Regions from separate parts of the Arachis hypogaea genome. Here region 1 is linked to region 2. The links are chromatin contacts, called in public Hi-C maps. All regions are on one chromosome and are shown on one strand. Each heading gives the region's core, a stretch centred on a gene start, on an enhancer-like site or on the middle of the called end of the contact. The rest is flanking DNA. Distances are from core to core; before and after follow the strand shown.

Region 1 (3,737 bases), core at 1,115-3,614, 190 kb after region 2:
TCCTCAATCCTGAGATCTTGAGCCTCTGTTCTCCTCTGTGGAGCAGATAGGATAAACCTTCTGCGCAAATAAGAAATAGATAGGGGGAGAGAGGATCGACTTGACGCAATCCCCTGCATGGTTTAAAGTAACCATGAGGTTGTCCTTCCACAATAACAGAGTAGGATACAGTAGTGACACACTCTTTCATCCAATCAATCCATTGTTCACAAAAAACTTAGCTTTGCCATGACCTCCCATACAAAACTCCATTCGACTCTATCATAGGCTTTGCTCATGTCAAGCTTCACTGCCACCTCGTGATCACCACAAATGTTATTCTTCAAAAAATGCATGAGCTCATGAGCTATTAGGGTATTGTCACTAATCAGCATTTCTTTGATGAATGCGCTCTGATTCTCACTAATTACCTTATTCAATACTCCTTGCATCCTGTGAACCAGTATCTTTGAGATGATTTTATAGAAAACATTACTCAAACTAATGGGTCTAATTTGAACCATATTTTCTGCTTGTTGAACCTTTAGTATCAAACAAATATGCGTGTGGTTAAAACATCGCAACATCTTTCCTCCTGCAAAGAAACTCATGGCTGCCTCTGTTATATCACTTTTGATGATCCTCTAGTAATGTTGAAAGAATTTACCCGTGAATCCGTCATCACCCGGGGCCGAAAAAGGATTAATGGAAAAGGTTGCTGTTTTAACCTCTTCTTCTGTGACTCTCCGCACTAGTCTTCTGTTAGTCGTGACATCGACCATTACCTCCATGTCCTCTATACTCTCCATGGCTGAACTTGGGTTAGAAGTTGAGAAGAGTTCGATGAAGTACTGTTGTGCAATCTGAGCTATTTCTTCCTGATCGGATTTGTAGTTACCCGAGTCATCTAACAGCTTTTGAATCTTGTTTTTTCTGGCTCTATTCTGAAATTTTGCATGAAAAAATTTTGTATTTTGGTCCCCCATTTCAGCCATTGAACCCTTGACTTCTCCCGCCAATACCGCTCTTCCTTCTCGTACGCATCTGTTAGATCACCCTCTAGATTATGAATCTGTCTCTTATCCGCGCCATTCCCTTTCTCATTCTCCTATTCCAGCTTGTTTTTAATATCAGTAATGAGTGTCTTCGAGTTGCTTCTGCTGCTTTTCTGCCACTCCACAAGCATATGGCGACATTTTTTCAGTTTGCAAAATAGTTTGTACATAGGAGATCCATTTATTTGGGTCTGCCATGCCTCTTTCACAGTGTTTGATACATCCTCGCTGTCACACCACCTCTCTTGGAACCGAAATCTCCTCTTATTCCTGCTTTCTTCGCTGTTCGAATATAATAGAAGTTGACGATGATCTGAACCAGTATCCTCCAAGTGGGTGATTGTTGCTTTCGGGTACTCTAACCTCAAATGTGTTGAGGTCAAACATCTATCCAGCCTTTCTCTAACAAAATTCTCACCAAATTGTTTATTGCTCCAAGTAAATTTGCTTCCAATATACCCCAAGTCCACCAACTCACCTTCATTAATGAAATTATTGAAAGCCTCAATAGAGCTTCTTATCTTCATACGACCCCATCTTTCTCGTGGTATTCTGAGATGGCATTAAAATCTCCTATCACTATAGAATATTGACCTGAGCGGTGAATAATCTCCAAAATTTTGCCAAACTGCTCCTTCCTCCGATTTTCCTCACAATGAAGATGAACAGCCACCACCTCCCATTGTTTTTGGAGTCTGCGGTCAGTCCATGAGAATTGAATCATAAATTCTTCTTGATGTCGAACTGTAATATCTGATTCGTCCTTTCATGCCAACACCAAACCTCATGTCGATCCCCTAGGATCCACACAAAAAAAGTTCAAGAAACCCAACTTCCTACAAATTCCCGACACAATCAAGGTATTATTTTTCGTTTTGCACCTAAACAATACTTCAAGAGAATGGGATTTACAAATCCCTTGTATGCTCATTAGACAATAGAATAGATAAGATTGAATAATATCAGAAAATATTCAACAATAGTAGTGTTTCTATCTAGGTCCGAGGGGCAATAGGCCTAAGACTTTATTCATAGCTAAGGATCCATAATCCATATCACTCCCGAAAAGGCTCTAATAAGCCTTCTCCAATACTACTATACTGATCTAGGTCCAAAAAGCTCAATAAAGTCTCGGTTGGTGTAATTGTGTTACCTTAACATCTTGAAGACTTTCTTTTTAATATTTTTTGGGTCTGATTGGAAAACATTTTTTCCTTTTTTTTTTTTTGTGTTGACATTTCCTTCTTTCTGTTTTTGGTCAGGATGTTGACATTTCCTTCAGTCATGGAAGCTTAGCAGTAACTGGGTTGTGATATTATATATTGTGGGCCTGATGGACCAAAAGGAAACAGACCCACTTTTGACATCTTGAAATGGAACAACGACAAAGCATAGCATCGTTATTATCGTCGAATAAAATGTCACAAATAAATAAAACACATTATGATCATTGATCACTCTTCGTACTAATGCATCACAGGACATGACAAACTGACAATTATCCTCCTTCAAAAAGTTCCGGGAATTTAGCTTCTTCTCGAAGGCCAACCAAATCATTCTTCATTCAATTCAATCAATTATACTTCATACATCATCTATCATCAACTTCTACTTAATATATTAAAATTAGTTTTCGTCTCACTAATAAAAATGAGATATCAATTCTTCCTGAATTCATTTTTCCAACAAATAAATGCATTATTTTTTTTCTAAATTTATTTTAAAAAAATATTTTTGTTATAATTATATTATAATTTATATTTAAATAATAATATATAATTATACTAATTTAAAAAAATATTTTTATTATAATTATATAAAATCAATATTCAATACATTATTAAATTACTTATCAATTATCAATCGAAAATATTTTTATGTATTTTAATAATAATAATAATAATAATAATAATAATAATAATAATAATAATATGATATGATAATTATATGATAATGGCACCGGTTATTAATAACCACTTTATATTTCTCTAAATAAATTTATTTTAGAAAAATATCTTTATTATAATTATATTACAATATTACAATTAGTATTTAATGAATAATGCATAATTATACTAATTTAAGAAAATAACTTTATTATAACTATATAAAACTAATATTTAATGTATCTATCTATTCTATTATATAAAAATCAGGTTTCTGTACTTAATGATGGAGTTGACGTGACATGTTTTTTAGAGTATTTTTCAATTTATTTCTTTTAACTCATTAAATACAAGTTATTACGATAAACTAACTATATTAACTAATTGATTTGATTATATATTTAAATATCACATAATTTATTATAATTTATATCAATCAATTAATTATAATTTATTATATCGATTATTTTAATTCATTAATTTATATGGCATAGAGGATTTGTTACTTATTTTGATTAAATACAATAAATACAGATTAATTTAGTTAAGTAAATTATTGTCTCTTATGTTTTTCTATTTATTTTTTTAATTCATTAAATCCAATCAATTATAATAAATTAATTATATCAACTAATTAATTCAATCGACTATTTCCTAATTTATTTTTTTGAATTCAATAAATCAAATAAAATCAATTATACTAATTATTTGTATCAATTAATTGATTTGATTAATTTTTAAAAGTATTTTTATTTTATTTATTTAAATACATGAATTATAACTAATTAATTATTTAATTTTATTAGGATAAATATAT
Region 2 (4,036 bases), core at 849-3,348:
CCATCATTCTAATTTGGAACTCGCTGCATGCCCCTCACACCAACACCGTAGTAATAACTTTAGCTAAAACCTACTACTACATGCTCTAATACAAGGAGGAGAATTTCATTACACACCAAACTATAACCGACTCTGATCTCATCTTAAACATCAAGGATTCTTCTCTTCTCACCCACTCCCACGTGTCCCTCTCTCTCTCACGCGCGCTCAAAACACTCATCATCGCGCATGCAATGCAAGCCCTGCCCCCACCAAAATACAAGAGTGCTAGTTCTCTGTTTAATACCAGATTATTAAACAAATCTCATTTAATTATCATATTTTAATTAACCGTGACCTGTAAGTATGTAACTCATCATATTCATATACCCACTGATACGTACGGAAAGATTCAAATCTCAAGCTCAAAACAAATGCCAAATAATGATAGATTACAAACTAAATAAACAAAGAAACAGCTACATAAGAAATAATCACTAAATCGCTATTAAAACACTGCTTCTATATATATATATATATATATATTCTCTGTTTCTCTAGTCAATCAAATTCCACATTACATACATATATATAAGCATAAACTCAAAATAAAATTATATTAAAAAAAACAGACAAAACTAACATGGAAGTTAGTTAAGCATGCACATCACTAACTAAAATCAAGCCCAATCACCTCCCAAATTAAAAAAGGAAAAAAAAATATACATCAGATGATTAATTATACGAACCCCTTCCATCTTCTTTCATTCTTTTCAATTTCTTCTAACTTTAGTTTTGATTCCAAATTTACTTTGCACGTTATAAAAATAAGAGTTATATTTAAAAATAAAATTAAAAAAAAAAGAGGTGAGATTTTGAGAGGATATTTAATTTGTTTAGGCATTCTCAGGGGAGATGAAAGAGATTAGAATTATCGTGATCAGGCCATTGAGTTTGACTCCAGTAAGCATGATCAACGGAGTTGGGGAGATCAAACAAACCTTGATCCACACCAGCTTGCCAATCCAACGGTCCAAATCCACCGTTTCCCGTCTTGCTCGGAAGTGCCGACAAATCAACGGTTACAGTACTACCGTGTCCATGATGATCCAGCAAGCTCCCACCACTACCGTTCAGATTCTCCGGCAACTTCTGCTGCTGATGCCACTGAAACGACGTCGCATCAGGAACAACACCACCACCTCCAAATCCAAACGCCAATGCATCGTTGTTCGAAGAGGAAGAAACCATCAAGCTCGTCAGCGTCCCTATCTCAGAGAAAATACCGCTCTCCAAATTAGGGTTCGAGGAAGCGTTGTTGTTGTTATTCTCGTGGATCAACAACTTGGAAGAATCAGAGTTAAGCTCCGTCGTGCCGATGGTCGCCGCCGCCGCCGCCGCGGTGAGGTTAGAGCTCTCACTGCTGGAGTGAGAATTGGAGTTCTGGTCCGTCGGTGGAGCCTGAGACGACGTCGTTTGCGGCGGCGTTTCCGCGGAGGAAGTTGCGGTGGCGCTATTATTATTACTATTATTATTTTTGCTGGTTTTGGCGGTCTTGTTGTCGTTGGAACGCTTGGACTTGCGGCAACCGCCACCGACAGGGACGTTGCGGAGGACGCCGCCTTTGGTCCAGTAGCGGCGGCAGTTCTTGCAGAAGTGGCGTGGCTGGGAGAGGTTGTAGTTGTTGTAGTAACAGAACTTGGTGTTGAGTGAATCACAACGGGGACATTTAAGTGCTTGCTGCTGGTGGCAGTTGGTGGCGGTGTTCTGGTGAGGGTGGTGGTGGTGTGGCCTGAGCCTCCTGTCAGCAGCGGCGCCGAAGAACCTGGTGCCTCCCATTGAATGTATCTCCTGCATTTGGGCGTTGGAAAAAGAAGAAGAAGAAAGTAATAAATATAATAAGGGAATTGAAGAAGGAAGTGAGGTTTTGTTTGGGAGAAGAATTTGGAGTGTGTCAGTGGGTTAACTTGTGCATGTGGAACAGTGAGTGGAGATTGGAGAAGAAAATAAAAGAAAAGGAAGGAGTGGTTTGTGTTGTGATTTTGATTATGAGTCTGGTGACTGACAAATATCCATGTAATGCTCTTTCATCTCTTTGGATTTTTATTTTTATTTTTTTTTAATTTGAAGAGGGGAATTGACCAACAAACCCTTTAATGTTGGCTGAACTACCATTTCAGCCACTGGGACTGGGGACTAGTTTCTTAAATGCCGAAAATATCCTCCACTGTCGCAGGTGCCCGTAATGGACTGGCTGCCTTCTTGGAATTCGAGCTGCCAGCGTGGAACAGTTGCTGTAACAGATTTTACATGCAGCTCATGCACCTTCCGTACAGATAAATTTAATAAAGTAAATGATCGATATTTCAGTGATGGATTTATTTAGGATTTTTTTTAAATAAATAATTTAATTATTTTATTTATCAAAATATGTAATTTATAACATATTTATCAATTTACATAATTTAGCTTACTTTGTTTGTAAATGAGATATTTGGAGTTTGAAATAAAAAACACATATCTCTTACTATATAAATGAGATACATTCATAATTATTTCGTTTGTAGTGTAAACGAGATATGTGTATTATTATAAAAAATACAATTAAAATAATATCAATAATCTAAATTTTTAGTATATAATTAGTACTTAAAGGTAGAAGCATAGTCGTAAGAATCGAACCGGTGATCAAACTAGTCAGGTTACTAGTTTACTAGTTCAATCGATAAATCACTGGTTGAATCGATAAAACCGGTTCCACGTAAATAAAAAATAGTAAAAAATTTTAAAAAGTTCAAATCCATATCTTCACCATTTTAAGAACAACCAAGTCTCAAATTCTAAAGATAACTAATACAAAGATAAACATGAAATTAGTTAGTACTACTACAATAGTATCTTAATTAGACACAATAAGAATAACAATCTATGAACTATATCCAAGGAGTAATTTCAAAGTCGGGGTATTGTTATTCGTTTGACAAATGTGGAGCTACATCCTGATTGGTTTTATTTTGATTTGCATTTTTCATAGAATTATTAGCCCTATCATCATTCCGATCATTTTCTAAATCCAATTGATCTAGCATTATAGATAACGTTTCACAAATCAAGATCAAAAGTAATATAAAATATATTATAAAGCATACCAAAATCATAGTTGATCATAATTCATAAATAAATAAAAAAATACCTAAATCATCTAAAGGTAATTGAAGAGACATATTTGCAAGATCATTTTGTAAAGCATCAACTTCTTCAGGAGTTAAAAATGGTGGTGAATCTTCCAATATCCATTTCGAATTATTCTCAAATGCATCAAGACAAATTGAATCATAAACTTGCTTTCTCATTTGGTTCCTATGTTATCAAAATACTCCGTTACTCTTATGATGATTAAAATTTGAAAATAATGCTTTGAACTTAAAATAATTAAGAAAGTACCTTTGTTGTAACTATAAGTTGTAATGAACATAAACAATATCATTAAGTTTTTTATGCTCTAATCGATTCCTCTTTTTGAGTGAATGTGTTCAAAAATACTCCAATTACGCTCACAACCTGAAGAACTACAAGTTTGGCTTAAAATACGAATCACCAACTTTTGCAAATTTGGCGCTCCACAACCATAAGATTTTCACCATTGATCCTAACATAAAAAAAAGAATAATATATCACAATCATAAATATCAAATCATAAATACATCACAATCATAAAAGACTAATTTTATGAAGAAATTCACCTGGCATAACAGTGCTTTGTTCATGTATTGCAGATGGTCTTTCAAAATCTTGTTCAGCATTCTTAAAGATCCTCATCTCACTTGTCAGCTTAGAAATCAAAATTTGAATCACGATAAGCATATTTCTCAATGACATCTAGCAAGCCAGAAGTCATTTGCCTGTGCTTTTTAAATTCTTCATTATTAAATCGAAAAACTGGATTTAACCAATAACCAGCGGCATGAAGATTTTTTCGAAATTGTGAATCCCAACGTGTATCTAAATTCTTCAAATAAGGATCAACAACCTTTTTTCTTTTTTGAAACCTCTTCTC

What was found. Hi-C and Micro-C count contacts between places; a contact is called where the count stands out from the background.
Region 1: a Hi-C map of an unstated tissue shows a contact between it and region 2, with 6 times the contacts expected there. The contact joins the enhancer-like site here to the promoter of LOC112722623 in region 2. A contact is called at or near these places in 3 of 8 Hi-C or Micro-C datasets (leaf and an unstated tissue).

Annotation. Positions count from the first base shown.
Region 1 is chr11:130,532,792-130,536,528 of arahy.Tifrunner.gnm2.J5K5, forward strand. No RefSeq gene overlaps it. Among protein-coding and RNA genes, the nearest start is that of LOC112722625, 38 kb to the right of the region's middle. Within about 2 kb of position 2,365, at least 2 of the 3 cell types and tissues checked have open chromatin away from gene starts, as enhancers often do.
Region 2 is chr11:130,345,199-130,349,234 of arahy.Tifrunner.gnm2.J5K5, forward strand. LOC112722623 (dof zinc finger protein DOF5.4) reads right to left here and starts at 2,099. Exons shown (of 1, transcript XM_025773717.3): 1 at 463-2,099. The coding sequence starts at 1,836. The coding sequence ends at 886.